Linked DNA regions of Sus scrofa: region 2 is linked to region 1. Evidence: chromatin contacts called from public Hi-C data. All regions are on one chromosome and are shown on one strand. Each heading gives the region's core, a stretch centred on a gene start, on an enhancer-like site or on the middle of the called end of the contact. The rest is flanking DNA. Distances are from core to core; before and after follow the strand shown.

Region 1 (5,079 bases), core at 1,673-4,172:
AGACTCAGAAGAGCAAAGTGCATCCCAGGTCAGGAGGCAGCAGAGGAGTTGGTGTGTGTTGGTGCAGGTGCCTATTCCAAGTCAGGACAGAGCATGTTGCAGAGGAAGCACAGTTTTCAAGCCTGGAACTTTGACAGGGGACTGTGGCTGAGGACGGCATGCAAGCCTGCGCCAAGGGCAAGGTGGCACAGAAATGGCCCCTTTTTCTGGCCCAGGACAGGGGGCAGGAGGAGCAGGACATGTGTCCCCAGACCCTGGGCTGGTGGCTACCTGCATGGAGGTGTCCCTCCTCCTCGGCTCCAAGAGAGAGCAGGGGGTGGGGTGGGGAGGCAGGGGGAACTTTGGACATTTCCAGTGCCAGGGCTTGAGCAAAATGTGAGGGCAACAGATTTACCCAAAGCAGGCTGTGGGGACAGGTGACCTTACAAAAACTCCCGTCATGGCGCAGTGGTTAATGAATCCAACTAGGAACCTTGAGGTTGTGGGTTCGATCCCTGGCCCCGCCCAGTGGGTTAAGGATCCGGCGTTGCCGTGAGCTGTGGTGTAGGTCGAAGTCTCAGCTCGGTTCTGGCATGGCTGTGGCTGTGGCGTAGGCCGGGGGCTACAGCTCCGATTAGACCCCTAACCCGGGAACCTCCATGTGCTGCGGGTGTGGCCCTAGAAAAGACAAACAAACAAAAAAAACCCCAAAAAACCAAAAACAAAAAACTGGTGAAGTGAGGCAGGAAAAGGCAGGGCCTGGGCCAGACACAACGTTCCCTACCCTGGAAACCAGCTATCCCTTGACCAGGACCACCCCAACAGCTGGACCCTGGAAGGCTCCGAGTGGCGGTCAAGGGGAGCCAAGGTTCTCCCCGTAGGCTCTGGGGGAGCCCCAAGGGTGCAGATCAGGAAGGGCCATCTTCCTCTGGGACGCCCTCTCTGCACCCACTCTCTCTTCCCTGAAGGCACCACCTTGGACTATTTGCCAGCGGTGGTGTCACGTGGTGCCTGGTCTCGCCAACTGCACGGGATGGCATGCTCCCAGAGGGCAGACCCGTGCCGTGTCCTGCCTTCGGACCTTTCGTTCTCTTTCCACCATTGCCGGCCCGATGGGAGTTTGTGAGGAAAAGGCCTGCTCCCTTCTTACCAAGGACGTGGCTGCCCCAGGGCTTGGGCCCTGCGGAGAGAGACCACTGGACAGCTAGCTGAAGGCAGGTGGTGCCAGATCCAACCAATTCACCTTTCTGAGAAGCCAGGCAGAGCTCCCAGGGCCAGGGCAGTGCCAAAAGGCAAGAGCAGAGAGAGGAGGTGACCTACAAAGAGAGAAGTGGCGCCCCGCCAGGTCCCTCACAGGCTCCAGGGCTGTAGGACATCCTTCTGTTCTGAAGAATCTGGAACCAAGTAGCGCCCTGGGCCCTTCCTCTAAGAAACTTACTGTCCTGCTCTCTCCTTCCCCCTGCACCCCTCTTCCTGCGACTCCAGCCCTGGCACTGGCATTAGTCCCCCTGGTCCCCGCCTGCCTATTCTGCAGTGACAGCCAGATCACAGGACTGTGGCAGCTGGAGGTAAGAGCTGGCAGCCCCAGGAGACACTGACGCACGGAGGACAGGCAGCCCTGTCTGGGGCTGCTGGGGTGTGGGTGGGGACCAGGCCTGGAGAGGGTGAGGGAGCACGGGTGCCAAGTATGCCAGGTGGGGGTGTGGTGCAGGTGGGGGCGAGTTGCATGGAGGTGTCAGGTCGGGCGCTGCTTCCTGGTTTGGTGCCTGGAGACAGAGACTGAGGTCAAGCATGCCCATGCCTGGGGCAGAGAGGAGGCCGGGGCCAGGATATCGAAGAACCGAATCCCTGGTGGGGAACAGAGACTGCGAGGAGGGCCTTCTGCGTGGGAGCAGGAGAGCAGACCAGACAGGACTTGGGGGTAAGGGAGGAGACCAGCCTGGCCCGGCCCTGCCTGGCCCAGCCCAGGGGAGGCTGCCTCTGCTCACATGCAGGCTGAAAGGAGCAACAGCTGGGCTCCACGCCGCCGCCCTCGCCGCGCGCTCCTGCCTATGCAACAAGTGTCACGTCTGCATCTTGGCACATCATCCCCAGTGGCCCGCGCCCCCAGACCGGCCGGCGGCCCCTAACCGCTGGGAACCAGAAAACCTTCCACGCAGGAACCCAGCCCACCGGACTCAGGTCAGTTCCCTCCAATGATCCACCAGGGCAGCGGGACGTGCCCCCCCCCTCCCCGCACATGCTCTCCACCACGTGGGGTGCGGGGCGCCGGACACCGAGAACACGCCCGCGGCCCTGAGCTCCTCAGGATGCAAGGGGGAGCCAGGAGGGGTCGGGCGCCGCGGGGGTGATGCCCCAGGCCGAGCCGAGCACCCCGGAAGGAGCGGTGCCCGCGGCCGGCCGGCCCCTGGCCCCGGGCGCCTTGTCAGTCGGCCGCCCGGCGCGTGGCGGCTGCTGCACGGCTCGCGCCCGGCCCCCCGGGAGGCGGAGAGAGCGCGATCGTCGGGGCGGAGGGCAGGGAGCGCGCGGGCTGCCGCCCAGGCGAGCGGGAGGGCGCGCACTCACCTCCACACACCGCGCTCAGGGAGAGCCAGAGCAGCAGGAGCGCCTGCACGCAGAGCCGAAGATTCATGCTGCTCCTCCGGCCGCCGCCGCGCAGCCCTGGCCAGGGGGCGGGGGCGGAGAGGCCGGGAGCCCCGAGGCCGAGCGAGGCGCGAGCCGCGGCTTGTGCGTGCGGGCGCGGAACTCGCGTGGCTCCCGGGCCGCGAGACCGTGCGCCCCGAGCCGCGCCGCGGGCCGCTGGCCGGCCGCCTCCTCCTCTCTCCCGCAGCCTCCCTCTGCGCCGCGGGGCAGCGCCGCCCAGCTGGCCGCGGCGGCTCCGGGGGCGGCAGCGAGCTCTTTCCAAGTGGCTGACTGCTCGGCCGCGACTCCAACGGCCCGTGGCTCAGGCTGCCAGCGAGAATGCGCCCCGCTCACTCCAGGGGCTGCATTTTGTAGCCTGTGGCTTGGCCGCGAGCCCACTTGGTCATGTGGTCATCGGGAGGGCTGGAGGGGGGCCAGGAAGAGGGAGAGGGAGCGAGCCTCCCGCACCGCCCCCTCCCGGCGGCACGCACTAGGCAGCCCCAGCCAGGGCGCGAGAGGGAACCTCGAGGTGGCCCCACAACAAAGGCTGCGAGGCCGCTCCGACAGCCCACAACCGCTCCCCGGGACAATGCCCGCCTGGCCAGGGGCCAGAGGGTTTGGAGACCTGAGGGATTTCAAACACAGGAAGCATTTGGGGCAGTGGAGGGGCATATTTAACCCTTTGTCACCAGGCTTCCTTAACAGTTGTCAAGAAACCCAGGGTGCTGCCCCCACTCACCCGCCCTCCCTCTGATCTGGTCCTTTCCCACTGCCGCTCAGTAGCTGTAAGGACTTGGCCAAGACCCTCACTCATGGGCCCTCTGCTCTCCTCTGCATCTGGGTTTCAGTCCTGCCCAAGCCTGCCTAACTGCCCAGCGTCCCCATTTCTCCTTTCGCCGGCCCCCCCAGGAGACACCCTCTACCTGGAGTGCCCCCACCCCACGCCATCCCATTCTTCCGCTGAGTTCTTCAAGACTTAGAGCTGCGCCTCCAATCTCATCTCATTTCATTCAGAAGACTTGCCAGGATGACAGTAATCCAGGAGAGGCCGCCCCTGGGCTCCTCTTCACCATTGGGACATGCAACAGCTTCTATGGCATCCCCTCTCTTGCTCCCCATCATCATCAGAGGCCTTTTACCCAACTCCAAACAGTCTGGGCTGGATTCATTGTGCATGTACCCTTTGTAAGTGGGTCCTGAAGTTGCCTCCCTTCCCAGACCAGATTGTCAGCTCCTACAGCCTGGGGGCCCCCGACAAAAGAGACTCCGTCTTTCACGACGCTGGGAATCCCCTCAGATAGGACCTTGTCTCTTTATGCTTCTGCATCTCTCCAAAGTCCCCAGTATCGGGCTCTGCACATAGGTGGCACTCAACACATGTTAAAAGCCTAAATCAAAGGTGTTTCCACATTTCAGCCAGCCAGGCGGTTTGCTCAATATGCAAGCCCAGATTTCCACACAAAAAAAAAACACAGCCATGTGTATGGTGCCACCAAAGATAGGAGGGACCACAGTAGAGGTAGCGTATTTTTGAAATGTTAAAACAATCCAGTATAAGCACAATTTTTAAAATCAGTCTCCCTCCACGTTTGTCAGCTCCATAGCAGGGATCTCTGCTTTGTTCACAGCTGAATCCCCAGACCTAGGCAATGCCTGGGACATGGTTGGTGGTCCCTACATAATTTTGAAGATACACACGAACTTTTCGAAACCATTCCTATTGTGTATGTCAAGGTAGTGGGAAGGGAATAAATAGGGTTCTAGTTCATGGCCTATGGCCCCATTACCCCAGTCCAGTAGCGAAAAGGCGGAGAGGTGGGAGGGAGAGCACCTCGCTTCATTTGTGAGGCCCAGGCAGGGAACAGGGGGCATTAGCAGCCCTCCCTCCGTGCTGCCCCTGGAAAGAGCCTTCAACCCAGGAGGAGAAACACCGGATCTCTCATCTCCACCCTTATCTGCTGTAGGGCCTTGCTGCTGTCACTTAAATGTACCAGACCTCTTGGGGATGGTGATCTCCATGCTTCCCGATGCAGTGCTGGCATGGGGTCGAATGAGATAATAAAGACACCATGCAAATTGGGAATCAACTCTTTGCAAGATGGTTTTTAGGGACCATGATCCTCCAACACCTGATTGAACAAGTCCATACATTTGCAGAGGAGTGTCTCCATAACTAGGTTCATAGAAGCATTCAGATTAAAAAAAAACAAATGAAAGAAAGAAAGCAAGCATTCCCGCTATGGCACAGTGAGTCAAGAATCTGACTGCAGTGGTGGAAGCGCAGGTTTGATCCCCTGCCTAGAGCAGCGGGTTAAGGATCAGGCATTGCCATAGGTCGCAGCTTTGGCTCAGTGGCTCATATTCAGTCCCTGGCCAGGGAACTTCCATATGCCAAGGGTGCAGCCATTTTTTTAAAAAAAAGAAGAAAAAGGAGTCCCTGCTGTAGCACAACAGAATCTGTGGCCTCTTGGGAGTGCT
Region 2 (5,079 bases), core at 1,839-4,338, 87 kb after region 1:
GATGCTGCTTCTGGTGTGAGAAGTTGAAGAGGGGAGGACAAAGGGCATTGAACTTAAAGAACTAGTACATGAGGTGGGTCATTGACCGGAAGGAACCTTGATGTCACCCATGATAATGGCAGACATGTAGGCGAGAGGCAGTCGGGAGCTGGTCGCCATGTCCTCTGCGTGACTAAGGAGGTGTTGGGAGGCAGAGGGTAGGAACAGTGACAACAGCAGCAAGAGGACTAATGGGGGGGGGCGGTTCTGATGCCGGAAAGATGTTACCAGAATCCAGATTCTTGTGCACGCAGCCAAAGAATGAACTTCGAGATCCCACAGACAGCAAGCAAGCAAAGTCTTCATTACAGGAAAGCAAATAGCTCCCAGGACAGCTGGGAGTGGGGAGAAGAGGCCCCCCTCTATTGTCCTATAGGGTTTTTTTTTATCCCTTAAAGATAGGGGTTACCAGTGTGGGGTCCAGAAAGATGTGGTTTTCTCCTATTGGCCCTGCTCAATTATCTATATCAGTCCTTATCCAATAGGGGTCTTAGAGGTGGAAACATCCCGTAAGCCTCAAGGCTTCTTTGCCCTTCTCTTCCCATAGATGGAGTCACAGGGGCTTAGGGATTAAGGTCCATCTGGGACCCTACAGTAAACAAGGCCTGTGGGGATGTTACTCCCTGGAGCCCTTAAGCCACAAATGCTCATCAATAGCCACATCCAAGAACACATCGAACCCACTGACCTGAGTTATTATTCTGCCTCAGTTCGATCTAGCCAGGGGGTCAAGGAAAGCTTCCTAGAAAGTGAGATGAGACCTGAAGGAGGAGTTCACAGGGCAAGAGAAGCAAGGGCATTGCAGGCAGAGCAATCGTCCAGGTGTGAGTCCCAGTTCTGCACTGCTCACCAGGCCACTCTCCTTCTCCAGCCTGCCTCCCCTTCTGCAGGGCAGGTGCGCTCCCAGGATGGCTGACCAACCTGATGGAAGGCTAGGAAGCCGCAGACATGATGTGTTCAGCCCACATGGCAAAAGGGGCCGGGCTCTCAGCCTCTGAGGCCACATCGACAGGTCCTAGAGTTCCTGAGTTGTGTCTCAGCGGAAACGAGCCTGACTAGTATCCATGAAGATGTGGGTTTGATCCCTGGTCTCGCTCAGTGGGTTCAGGATCCGGCGTTGCTGTGACCTGTGGGGTAGGTCGCAGATATGGCTTGGATCCCGCATTGTTGTGGCATAGACCAGCAGCTATAGGTCCAATTCAACCCGTAGGCTGGGAATTTCCACATGCCACAGGCGTGGCCCTAAAAAAAAAAAAAAGCAAAAAAAACCCCCAGTTAGATCCAAAGTCCCCTCCTGCCTGCAGAACCAAAGGACCTCAGGCCCCCTTTGGAGGTTTCCTCCTCAGTGTCTTGGGACATCCCTAGAGCGGAGTTTCACAATGCTCCCAGCGCCCTTGAGTCTCTGACTTTTCCTGCTGCCACAGGCTGCTCCAGGCCATGGTGCCACCTGCCCATGCTCTCTTGGGCTCCTGTTTATGTCATTGCCACCAATCTGCCCCCTGACCTACCCCACTACCTCTACCTGCAGTGCCATTTCTGTGCAGTTCCTGCCCACGTTTGCCCCACTGCTGCTCCCCGAGCCTTCCAGCAAGCCCTCTGTGGCTCTGGCCTTGCCAGCTCACACCTCGCCTTAATCGTGGTCAGGCTGGTGACTCAGGACATCTATTGTCACCAAGTGGGAGAACATGCAAGGTGGCCAGGCACGTTCTGATGAAGCCAGGCTCTCTTGGGTACCCAGTGCGGGCAGAGCTAGGTCAGACGGCAGGGTGGCAAGCCTAAGGTGGGATCAGGGGGGCCAAAAGACGTGTGGGCAGGAGGCCGCCTGAAGAACGACTTCTCTAACTTTAGGATTCAGCCTTTCGGCTGCCCTTGGAGAGACGAGCTGCCCGGGCAGCCACAGCAAGACTCCAGCGAGCAGTGGTTCTTCCAAACAACTTTGGTGCAAGACCTCTCGGCCATTCACCTTCTCGGCCCTGAATCATTCCTTTCCATGTCGGGACTATTGCCAACCTGGGGTCAGGTCCCCCAGAGTAATAAGTGAAGACATTGGTTCCAAGATAAGAGAGGAGCTGAGCATGAAAGGAGTTCAGGCTATCATCACCACCAGGGCCAAGACAGGGACCCTGGGGACAGAACCAGAGGGCTGAGTCCTGTGTGCAGCCTTGGTAGTGTCTCAGTCCATCCCTGGGCAGAGTCCAGGGGATGGGGCAGGGAGGGCTGCTCAGGTTATTTTTTCCCAGGGTTGGCGCTTCAGCCCAGCTGATCTTTGCTACAACATTAACTGCCATTTCAGCAGGGTCAGGTGCCAGGGGCAGAAAAAACCAGGTACAGATGAGCATGGTTTGCACTCTAGTTATACAGTTGACTTAACAAACACTTAGACAGCACTTGACGCCTTGTGGCAAGCACGTTCTGAGAGCTTCACAAACATTAACGCACTTAACCCTCATTGCACCCCTACGAAGTTCGTCCCAACTGTTACCCATTTCACCAGGGAGGAACCTGCGGGCTCAGAGAAGTGACGTCATGTGCCCAAGACCACACAGCTGGTGGGTGACAGATTGAAGCCCTGCCAGTCTGGCTCCTGGGTCATCACTGCTCAAGGCAGGGCTGTTTGTCCCAGAAAGCTGTCTTTGGTGTCCCTCCCCTAGGTGACTTCAGCGAGTCTATCTGCTTGTCCTTGGGGATGGCTAATACATTGGCGGGAATGGGGCTTTTTTTTTTTTTTTTTTTTTTTTGTCTTTTTAGGGCCACACCAGTAGCATAGGGAGGTTCCCAGGCTAGGGGTCCAATCGGAGCTGCAGCTGCCAGCCTACACCACAGCCACAGCAATGTGGGATCCCTAACCCACTGAGTGAGGCCAGGGGTCGAACCCACAACCTCATAGGTCCTAGTTGGATTTGTTTCCGCTGTGCCACAGTGGGACTCCTGGGGGTGGGACTTGGCGCAGGCATTTCCCCAGTCCTTTGGTCTCCAGGCAGCACTTCATTCCCCCTCCCAGTCTATCCTCAGGCTCTGGGCTCTGCCCTCTGCTTTTACTCCTGGAGGCGGAGTTCCCTGAACCGCTGCACTCATTTATGATATTCAGATGGCTTATTCGAAAGCTGCCTTCAACTCGTTATGGATGTAAGCAGAGTGTAAATACATTAAAAATAAGATCCAGGAGTTCCTGCTGTAGCGTCTCTGCAGTGCCAGAAGGTAGGTTCAATTCCCAGCTCAGCTTGGTGGGTTAAGGATGCAGCGTTGCTGCAGCTGCAGCAATCCCGGCCTGGAAACTTCCATATGCCATGGAGGCGGCTGAAAAAAGAGGAAAAAAAGATCCAAAGGAATGGGTGGTTTGCTTCTGGGGTCCTCTAGGCTAGGCTGCACCTGTCCGTTGGGTCTGTTTGTCTCTCGGAAGTAGTGCTTTCTGGTCAAGGGGTGTTGAGGGCACTTAGTGGGCACTGCCCTCTGATGCGGTAGGTGGAGACAGGGCTGGCCTCAGTTTGCCCACTTCCCCCATGGGGAGTCACGCTAGTTGGGAGTGACCCGCACGGCAGAGGATTAAAGACGTGTTCTAGGCAGAAAGGGCAGTCCAGTTAACCAAATTTGTCTTCTGGGAGCCCCCAAACTCCCTTTTCTGGTCTTCTTTCGTCTCCGGTATCATCCCCGCATCCCTCCAGATAGTCCTTTGGGGGCCTTCTTTCCCTCAGACGCGAATGGCATTGACAGCTGCCTGGAACCCCAGCGTCCCCATCATTCGGAGAGGAGGGCAGTCTTCCCCTCTGCCGGTGGCTCTTAACACTTTCACAGAGGGAACTTTCCTGGTGGGACTCGCCTCTCAGTTTAAAAGAAGTCACAGGCACGGGCTTTTTCTGACACGGGCCAGCTTGGAGGAAGAGGGAGGATAAACATCAATCTCGAAAGCAAAAGTGGGGCTGAAGCCAGAGCCCGGGGTGAAGGAGCTAATGGGAAACAGCTTGCTGGAGGGGAGGGGACAGAATTCAGGAATGACCGGGGCTGGCTGCAAAGGGGGGGCTGGGAGGAGCAGGCTGATGGAGACCAGCTGCTGCTCCTGTCTCCCGAGATCTTTGGACTCTGCCCGGGGAGGCCTCACACCCTATCTGGGCGCCTGGGGGCCAGCAGTCTTCTCCACCCAGACCCACTCTCCAGATCTTCAGAAACAAAAGAGCAGAGAAGGACTCCCATCCACCAGCTGGACGCCTTCCTCCCATCGCCAGCCCCCACAGCCTGGCTGCTCTTGCCCCGGAAAGGCCTGGAGGAAGACGCCAGGGAAACAGCCCTGCCCACTCTCCCCTGACCCTCCATCCATCCAGCACCGGCGTCTGAAGATCCATGGCCCAGGCGTGCTGGGGCTGCTACCCCTGGCTTGTCCTCATCTGTGGTACGTGCATCCCCATCTTTCGCTCGCACACTGGGAGGGCAGGTCCAGCTGGAGAGCAGCTCTGGCCTCTCCCCTCTGGGCTCAGAAAGGGTGGCTGTGAAGGCTGGACCCAGGGTGTCTCTCTCTCTTTTTTTTTTTTTTTCTTCTTGGTCCCCCTCTGTCTTGAGGAAGAGGAACCCCAGGGCCCAGAGTCTCCTGGGAGCCCTTGAGACTCAACTCGAGTGCAGTTTAGTCCCTTTCCACTCCCACTTGTTAAAGAAAAAAAACTGATTCTAGCCCGAGTAAGGAAGATTTTATTCAAGACTATTGCAATAGGGGCGCTGCCATAGGGGAGTGAGATCGGGCTCAACTCTGAACACAGCAAAATGGCTGAAGACTTCTTGTCAAGGAGCAGAGTGCGAGGGGATCAGTGGGTGGAAAACGAGCAAGAGGAGACATCAAGGGTGGGGAGATTCTCACTAAATTGATATAAGAGGATTCGTAATGAGGGCAGGTCAAAGTGATAGGAATCGAGATTGGGAGATAAGGAATTTGACCGATAGCAAGGTTCATGAGATAATAAGGGTGGGGGAATCTCTCTAAACTGACTTGGCAGGATTCCTGCTAAGACTGGCAATGCAGGCTGGGTAAGGACAGGGTGGACGAGGAAGTCAATG

What was found. Hi-C and Micro-C count contacts between places; a contact is called where the count stands out from the background.
Region 2: a contact with region 1 is called in a Hi-C map of liver, with 4 times the contacts expected there. The contact joins the promoter of XPNPEP2 here to the promoter of APLN in region 1. A contact is called at or near these places in 1 of 5 promoter capture datasets (liver) and 8 of 47 Hi-C or Micro-C datasets (embryonic fibroblasts, liver, mesenteric adipose tissue and 3 more).

What each region holds. Positions count from the first base shown.
Region 1 is chrX:106,243,641-106,248,719 of Sscrofa11.1, forward strand. It overlaps APLN (apelin), which reads right to left and starts at 2,923. Exons shown (of 3, transcript XM_003360446.4): 1 at 2,545-2,923. The coding sequence starts at 2,611.
Region 2 is chrX:106,330,737-106,335,815 of Sscrofa11.1, forward strand. It overlaps XPNPEP2 (X-prolyl aminopeptidase 2), which reads left to right and starts at 3,089. Exons shown (of 22, transcript NM_001004048.1): 1 at 3,089-3,237; 2 at 4,179-4,423. The coding sequence starts at 4,375.